Linked DNA regions of Pan troglodytes: region 2 is linked to region 1. Evidence: chromatin contacts called from public Hi-C data. All regions are on one chromosome and are shown on one strand. Each heading gives the region's core, a stretch centred on a gene start, on an enhancer-like site or on the middle of the called end of the contact. The rest is flanking DNA. Distances are from core to core; before and after follow the strand shown.

Region 1 (4,114 bases), core at 187-2,686:
GTGGATCTCAGCTAGAATGAGGGGAAGTGGCCCAGAATCCAGCCTCCTCCAAAGAGCTGTGTGACAGGCAAGTCCTATCCTTTCTGCTCCTCTTTCCTTAAATGTAAGATGAAGCATTTGGACCAGACTGTTTCAATGATCTTCTAGATTGCTTTTGCCAAAACAGAACTCTCCATTCCTGTGAGTAAGATAAGTACACAATGGCTCTCAGAGATCTAAAAACTGGCCTTGGTTACCTGCAAACTTTGAGGCCCCAAGGCACAAAAATAATAGCTTTTTTTTAAATTATTTTTTTTTAAGGTTCATGAAAGCTTCGGACACAAAAGCTTATATGGTCTTCGTCTCTATAAATAAACCAGGGAGTAAAGAAAAACCCCGCTAGTTTCAGTAAAGCGTTGCTATTAAGCAAAGCAAACCTATGCAAATATCAAGTTCTTAACGAGGAGTGTTTCCTAAGGGGCCTGTCCTCTGGTACCCCGCCTCTCCTCTGCCACAGTCATGTGAAGGCAGACAGGCACACACTCGCACACTAGCACGCACTTGGGAGCTCAGGGAACATAACACTGGTTAGTGAGTCGGTGTCCCTCTCCCATCGATTGCAACTTTTCCCCTCCTTCCCTCTCCTGCCTCTCCTCCCTTTCTACATCTCCGTTCTCAGGAAGGCTCAGGGAGGATCCCCCGCTGCGTGCACTGCGTTCTGAGAGGCCGGGGAGAGACTCTGGGCCCGCGGTCGGGGCGGAGCCAAGGTCCCAACCCACATTGAACGGGCTTGAGGATTACTTGGAGGGCTCAGGATCTAGGAGGAGGGCCCAGGGCACTGGGTTGGGGTTACTCTGGGAAAGCTCTGTGGGACCAGGTGGGACCTTGGGGCTGGAGATGGACTCTGCGAGCTGGGGGCGGAGTTCTAGACTGGCAGAAGCGGAGTTCTGGGTGGCGGAGGCGGGGTCGGGACCAGCAGGGACGGCCTCTGAGAGTTGGGGGCGGAATTCTGGGCAGGTGAGGGCTGGGGCGGGACAGGCAGGGGGAGGCCTCCGCGAGCTAGGGGAGGAGCTCTGCATTGTCTGGGGCGGGGCTTTGAGTAGCGGTAGCGAGGTCTGGAGCCGCAGGCGCTGCCTCCGCGAGGTAGGGGAGGAGCTCTGTACTGTCAGGGGCGGGGCTCTGAGTAGCGAGGCGGGGTCTGAACTATCAGGCGCGGCCTCTGCGAGCTGGGGGCGGGGTTCTGCACCGGCGGGGGCGGGGTTCTGAGTGGTGGGGGCGGGGTCTGGAGCAGCAGGCGCGGCGTTTGCGAGCTAAGGTCGGAGTTCTGCACCGGCGGGGGCGGGGCTCTGCGTGGCCGGGGCGGGCTCGGGATCCGCGGGGCGACTCCCGGTCTGGCTTGCGCAGGCTGCCCGGGCCGTGGCAGGAAGCCGGAAGCAGCCGCGGCCCCAGCTCGGGAGACATGGCGGGCGTTAAAGGTACATCGCGGTCCCCGGCTCGCTCGTCGTGTGGTGGGGTTGCCACCTCCGTTCCGGTCAAGCCTGGGGCTGCGCCTTCCGCGCGCCGTTGGGGAACGGCCTCACCACCCTTCCCGCCTCTCCGGTTCGGGAGGCGATCGACCGCTCTCTTCGTCCCTTGGGGTGTGGGTGGAGCGGCGTTTCGGGGGAGCCTTGGCCCTTTTTGCAAGGCCGCTGGCCTTCCTGCTCTCCAGTGGCGGCACCAGACCCCTCCCCAGGCGGAGCCCTCGGCGAGAGCGGCGCCCTCCACCCCTCCTGAGTTTTTAAACAAGGTTTCCACTTCTTGACGCCACCCTAACGCCTTTCTTCTGGTTTTCTGCTCCTCCGCAGTTTCCTATTTGCCACAAAGGACCCTTTGTCTCCAGCGTTCTTAGCATTGGGAAACTTAATCCTCTTTTTCCTAATGATTTTTCCAACTGGGCAGAGTTGACCGCGGGCGGGTGTCAATGGAAAGCACCCAGAAAGACGGTGTTTCTCGCAGTCGTGGAGAGTAGATTACGTGTAATTTTAATACTGCTTTCTTCGGTGTTTTCTCTGTTTATGGACAGAGAAGAAAGCAGTGTGTGTGTAGTATGTGTTTTTTGCATGGGGCAGTTGGTAAAAACACCGCGTCTCTTATCTGTATGGCTTCAGAGCAATGCGAGACGGAAAAGGTTTTTTGCAAGGCTTCCTGTATTTTGGTAGGAAAACATTCCATTTCTAATCTGTCGAATAGAGTAGCATGACTTGTTTTTATATTGGCGTTTATATCATCCTTGAAATTTGCACCCAAAGATATCCCCAGTTAACATCTGCTATAAACATGTAGATGGTATATATACGAGTACGCCTCTGTTCACTATGAGTTTATCCGAGTATGTGAGCTGTTAGCAGCAGACATTTTATCGTTATTTCTGGCTGACTTTTATACTTAATATCAGTTTAGTAAACATGGTTTACTTGAAGAGTGTCGACTGTGTTATATATCCATTTGAAGCCAATGCCGAAAACAGATGAAAAGTAGTGTCTCAGTACTACACATGATCAGAAACTACCAAATCATGATCACGTTTATGTGTGAATGTGTTAGAAAATTGTGATGTAGTGAAAAAAAAGGAAGTCTGAAATGGAAACGGACTAAGGGAAGGAAGCATTTTACAGATTGTTCAACTTTTATTGAGGAACTACTGTATGCCAGAGACTTAGGATACAAAGATAAATGAGAAGTTATTGGTGGGTGACAGAGCTGGAAATAATTATATTACTATGTCAGTGTTTATGTTGGGCTCAGATGCGGTGGGAGAACAGATGGTGGGTTGGATTTTGTCCTCCAAAAAGATGTGTTCAAGCTCTAATTCCCTAGTACCTGTGAATGTGATCTTATTTGGAAGTAGTATCTTTGCAGATATAATCAAATTAAAATGATAACTGGTTTAAGGTGGGCCCTAATCCAATGACTGGTGTCCTTATAAGAAGAGGGGAATTTAGACATAGAGACATACAGGGAGAATACCATGGGAAGACGGAGACAGAAATTGGAGTGATGCAGCTACAAAGCCAGGAGCACCAAAGATTCTTGGCAACCATGCTGGCAACCACTGAGTGTTAGGAAGAGGCAAGGAAGGGTGCTTCCCTACAGCCTTCAGAGGGAGTGTGGTGGCGCTGCTGACACCTTGATTTCAGAAGTCCAGCCTCCAGAACTGTCAGAAGATAAATTTCTGTTGTTCTCAGCCATCCAGTTTGTGGTACTTTGTAACGGCAGCCCTAGGAAGCTGATGCAGGTGGGATTAATTCCCCTGCTCCAGAGAAAGGACTGTTTTCACAGAAGAGGCGATGCTTGAACTGAATCTGAAGGGATCAATGTGGCTTCACTTGGCAAGGCATGGAGTGAAGGTGGAGTATATCCCAAGTGGAGAGGACAGCATGTGACATGGCGCAGGGCTTATGAAACAACATGCCTTCTTCTCTTCAGGTACTTAAGCTACATTAGTAAGACCGGAACTTAGTGGTGAGGGTTGAAGCCGGACAGGCAGTTAGGAGTGAGTCAGGCCATGGTGAGCCTCCATGCCAGAACAACTTGTAGGCTGTGGAAGCAACCGCAAAGGGATGGCAGCAGTGATATATATAGTTGAAAGATCACTGTCTGCTGTGTAGAGGATGGATTGGAAGAGTCACAGAGGCAGGAATAAGAGGTTAAGGGCCTGCACCAGGGCTGTAGCAGAGAGTTTAAGAAGTCTGGGAGATTGAGTCACCTTGACCTGCTGATTCATCGGAAGGTGGGATGCAATCATGGTGTCAGTCCTCTAAGATAGGACCTTTAAAGTGTAGGGATAGTGGTTCGATTTTACACGTGTTACACATGTTGAATTTGAGGTTCTTGTTGACGGTCAAGGCAGAGAAGTCCAGACTGGAGGTGGAAGTACAGGCCTGGTTCTTTAGGACCTACTCTGGGCTGGAGCATCAGTTGCGGCCGGGCCCTTGTGGTAGTAGGAGCTTTGGGTTGAACATAAGTTTTCAGCAGGAGTGCGTGGAGTGAAAAGAGAGATGGGGTTGGATTTTTGGTCAACTCCAACTTTAAGAGATTCAGAGGATGTGATTCCTGAAAAAAGAGGAAAAAAAAAGACCAAAAAGAATCAAACAGA
Region 2 (3,637 bases), core at 840-3,339, 200 kb before region 1:
TTTGTTTGAGGCGGAGTCTTGCTCTGTCACCAGGCTGGAGTGCAGTGGCACGATCTCTGCTCACTGCAATCTCCGCCTCCCGGGTTTCATTGATTCTCCTGCCTTAGCCTCCTGATTAGCTGGGATTACAGGCGCCTGCCACCATGCCCGGCTAATTTTTATATTTTTAGTAGAGATGGGGTTTCACCAAGTTGGCCAGGATGGTCTTGATCTGTTGATCTCAGGTCATTCACCCGCCTCGGCCTCCCAAAGTGCTGGGATTACAGGCGTGAGCCACCATGTCCGACCCTGATTTTTTCTTTTGAGTCTTCCTTGGTGATTTTGATGTGCTCATCAAATGGAGAACCCTTGAAGTTGTGGAATGGTTTATTTCTATAGTTGTTCCTTCTAAACCAGCTTTAGGTACCTGTTGCTTGTAGTCTAAATCACTGGAATTAATTATCATCTGTGGTCTTTAGCAGGTCTGAATGTGAGAGTCCAGTAGGTAGCAGGTGCTATCCAACATGTTTTTGAAATTTTTCTTGCTGAGTTCAGCCTATTTTGTACACTTTGCATTTTACTCCTCCAGAGGGCTCTAGAGCTCAGCTGAGCAGACTGGCTTGTTACCCTCATTAGACAAAGAAACTAGCCAATAAGATTTGAGCTTTTATTTGTTGGAGGAACTAATGTTATGTTATCTTTTAGAGCTTCCTGTTCTTTTCTTTTCTAGTGCTTCCCCCGCTCCCAGCTCTCAACCTCTATCCGACCGTTTTCTTGTCCAGGTCACAGTTAGTGATGCTAGAACACAAGGTAGAGACTGTGGCTAAGCTTTCAGGTCTTAGAAGAGGGATCTCTAAAATTCTTTGTTTACATTTATCAGTGAGAAGGTTGAATTTACATCTTCAATATATGGACAATTATGTATAAATTATTTATTTACCCATGCAGTTTCACTAATGTGATTGCAGTGCTTTTTTTTTTTTTTAGACAGTCTTACTCTGTCACCCAGGCTGGAGTGCAGTGGTACAATCTCAGCTCACTGTAACCTCTGCCTCCCAGGTTCAAGCAATTCTCGTACCTCAGCCTCCCTAGTGTCTGGGATTACAGGCATGCACCACCAGGCCCAGCTAATTTTTGTATTTTTAGTAGACATGGAGTTTTGCCAGGCTGGTCTCGAACTCCTAGCCTCAAGTGATCCACCGGCCTGGGCTTCCCAAAGTGCTGGGATTACAGGCATGAGCCATCATGCCCGGCCACTAATACGACATTCTTTTAAAAGAATGAGCCAAGCCCTCCCTGCCTCCCCCTTCCCCAAAGTTCAAATATTTTCTTTCTGTACTTCAATGAAGATAACTTTGGAAGCCACTGCTTTAGAAAATGCTTTTCATTGATGTGGCAGAGGTTTGCGGGGAAAGAGTTTATAGATGATCTTGAGGTTGTTTGGGCTGTAGGTACCTTTCTTTTTTTTCTTTTTTCTTTCTTTCTCTTTCTCTCTGTCTCTCTGTCCTCCTTTTCTTTCTTTTCTTTTTTTTTTTTTTTCTTTTTGAGACAGGAGCTCACTATCTCACTCTGTCACCCAGGCTGGAGTGCAGTAGTGTGATTGTAGCTCACTGCAGCCTTGAACTCCTTGGGCTCAAGTAATCCTCCCACCTCAGCTTCCCAAGTACCTGTAACTACAGGCATGCATCACCAGTAAAAGCAATTTTTTAATTTTTATTTTTGGTAGAGATGGGTTCTCTCTACATTGCCCAGGCTGGCCTTGAATTCCTGGCCTCAAGTGATCCCACTGCCTCGGCCTCCTAAAGTGTTGAGATTACAGGTGTGAGCGACTGTGCCTGGCCTTGCAGGCAACTTTTTATTCCAATTGCCATCTTGACATTTTAGTGAAGAGTGAGTTGTCCAGGGAAAGGCAGAACCTGACAGTCATTGAGAGGGGACTTTATGTGGATGGCTCACAGGCAGTAAGGAAGGCTTTGGAGGAAGCATTGGAGAGTTAGCAAGCAATAGGTATCTGAAGCAGTAGCATGGGTAGATTTTGTCACATTCAACTCAGTGAGCACTCAAATCAGCTTGGCATTCACACAGACTTAGGGGTTTCAATGCAGTGCTGCATATTCATGTTTGAGCCACCAACTTCCTGCAGTAAGGAAAGGAATTCTTTGAATTGTAAGTGCTACAGGGCCATGAATACCCATTTTTAAGTTGTCATCTTGATACTTCCAATTTTGAAAGGGTAGAGAGGGGCTGGTATCCTTATCTGAATGGATTTAAAGTTTCTCTTCTGGATGTTGCATCTTTTATTACACTTTCAGCTGTTCATCTACCTGGTTCTTTAACTAGGATATAAAGACATTTTTTAAAAAAATGATAGTAGATCCAGCAAGATTTTTGTCAGAGCAGATAAACTGGAGTGATTTGTTTAGGAAAAAGTTACCACTGTGTAGCCCCACCAGAGCCAAACCTGGAGTTACATTTAAACAGGTCAATCTCTGAAGAAAAGTGTAATTTGGGGTCATATGACCTAACTCCTGAGGTCACCCAGGGCTTATACTTAAATCAGGAAAGGAAGAGATGCCCATGAGCCCAAATTTTAATTTTGTTATTTCCACACATTTAGAAAAGTAGGAAGAATAAGTTTTGCATTATCCCAATAGATTTAAAAACTCTAGTTCCTTTTAAAATCTTTAAATAGACTTAAAACAATTTCAAATTTTTTCCAGCTTTATCGCGGTATACTTGACAAGTAAGTGTATATATTTAAGGTGTACAGCGTGATGCTTTGATACATACAGTGTGAAATGATTACCACAGTTAGGTTTAGTAATTAACATATCCATCATCTCACATAGGTATGATTTCTTATGTGTGTGGCAAGAATCCTGAAAATCAACTCTGAGCACATTTCAAGTGTACAATACAGTATTTATGATAGTCACCATGCTGTTAATCAGATTGCCTACCTTGGTTAAAGTGCAGACTCAGGTGAAGGTCTGGATGGAGGATCATACTTTAATTGATTTAGACTCTAAAATAAATGTATATGGTTATTTTTGCTAACCTAAGAACCTACTCATAAATGGCTAGTGTTAAAATGATGTAAGATAAAATGCTTTCCCTTCACTTTTTTAACAGAAGTGGAAATGGAGGTGATGTAACTTGCCTGAGGTGACACAGGTAGTTAAGAGCAGAGAAAGGACTAGAGCCAGGACTGGTTTAGTGATTTTTAGTTTAGCGCATTTTAAATTTTTATCATATGATTCCTTAATCTTTGAGTCTTCCAAATGCAGAAGCTAGGTTATAGAATAGCATATTTTATTTTAATATTACATTTATGGAGGTAGATATTCTTGGTTAAAGCTCATTTTTAAAAAATAATTTCAACTTTTAGATTCAGAGGATACATGTGCAGGTTTGTGACATGGGTTTATTATGTGGTGCTAAGGTTTGGGATGCAAATGATCCCATCACCCAGATAGTGTAAAGCTCCTTTTAGAATGGTATATGCAGATTTAATTCTGTCACTGAAAATGTTTCAAGAACTAATTGGAATTGGGCAATAGCTTGCATTTCACTTGTTTTGTTTTTGGCATTTAGGTTTTCCTAGGACATTAGGACAAGCCGAAGCCCTGAACAAAATCTGTGAAGTGGATCTAGTGAT

The links. A called contact is a pair of places that touch in the nucleus more often than the background predicts.
Region 2: a contact with region 1 is called in a Hi-C map of induced pluripotent stem cells, with 1.9 times the contacts expected there. The contact joins the enhancer-like site here to the promoter of LEPR in region 1. A contact is called at or near these places in 2 of 7 Hi-C or Micro-C datasets (induced pluripotent stem cells and stem cell-derived neural progenitor cells) and 1 of 1 datasets of contacts at active chromatin or transcription factors (stem cell-derived excitatory neurons).

Annotation. Positions count from the first base shown.
Region 1 is chr1:165,573,196-165,577,309 of NHGRI_mPanTro3-v2.0_pri, reverse strand. LEPR (leptin receptor) reads left to right here and starts at 1,436. Exons shown (of 20, transcript XM_001161937.6): 1 at 1,436-1,454. LEPROT (leptin receptor overlapping transcript) reads left to right here and starts at 1,223. Exons shown (of 4, transcript XM_009459949.5): 1 at 1,223-1,454. The coding sequence starts at 1,439.
Region 2 is chr1:165,778,098-165,781,734 of NHGRI_mPanTro3-v2.0_pri, reverse strand. AK4 (adenylate kinase 4) reads left to right here. Exons shown (of 6, transcript XM_513462.9): 4 at 3,574-3,637. Among named protein-coding and RNA genes, the nearest start is that of DNAJC6, 31 kb to the right of the region's middle. Within about 2 kb of position 2,089, at least 2 of the 24 cell types and tissues checked have an H3K27ac peak or open chromatin away from gene starts, as enhancers often do. A contact at or near this core is called in induced pluripotent stem cells, where this site is marked.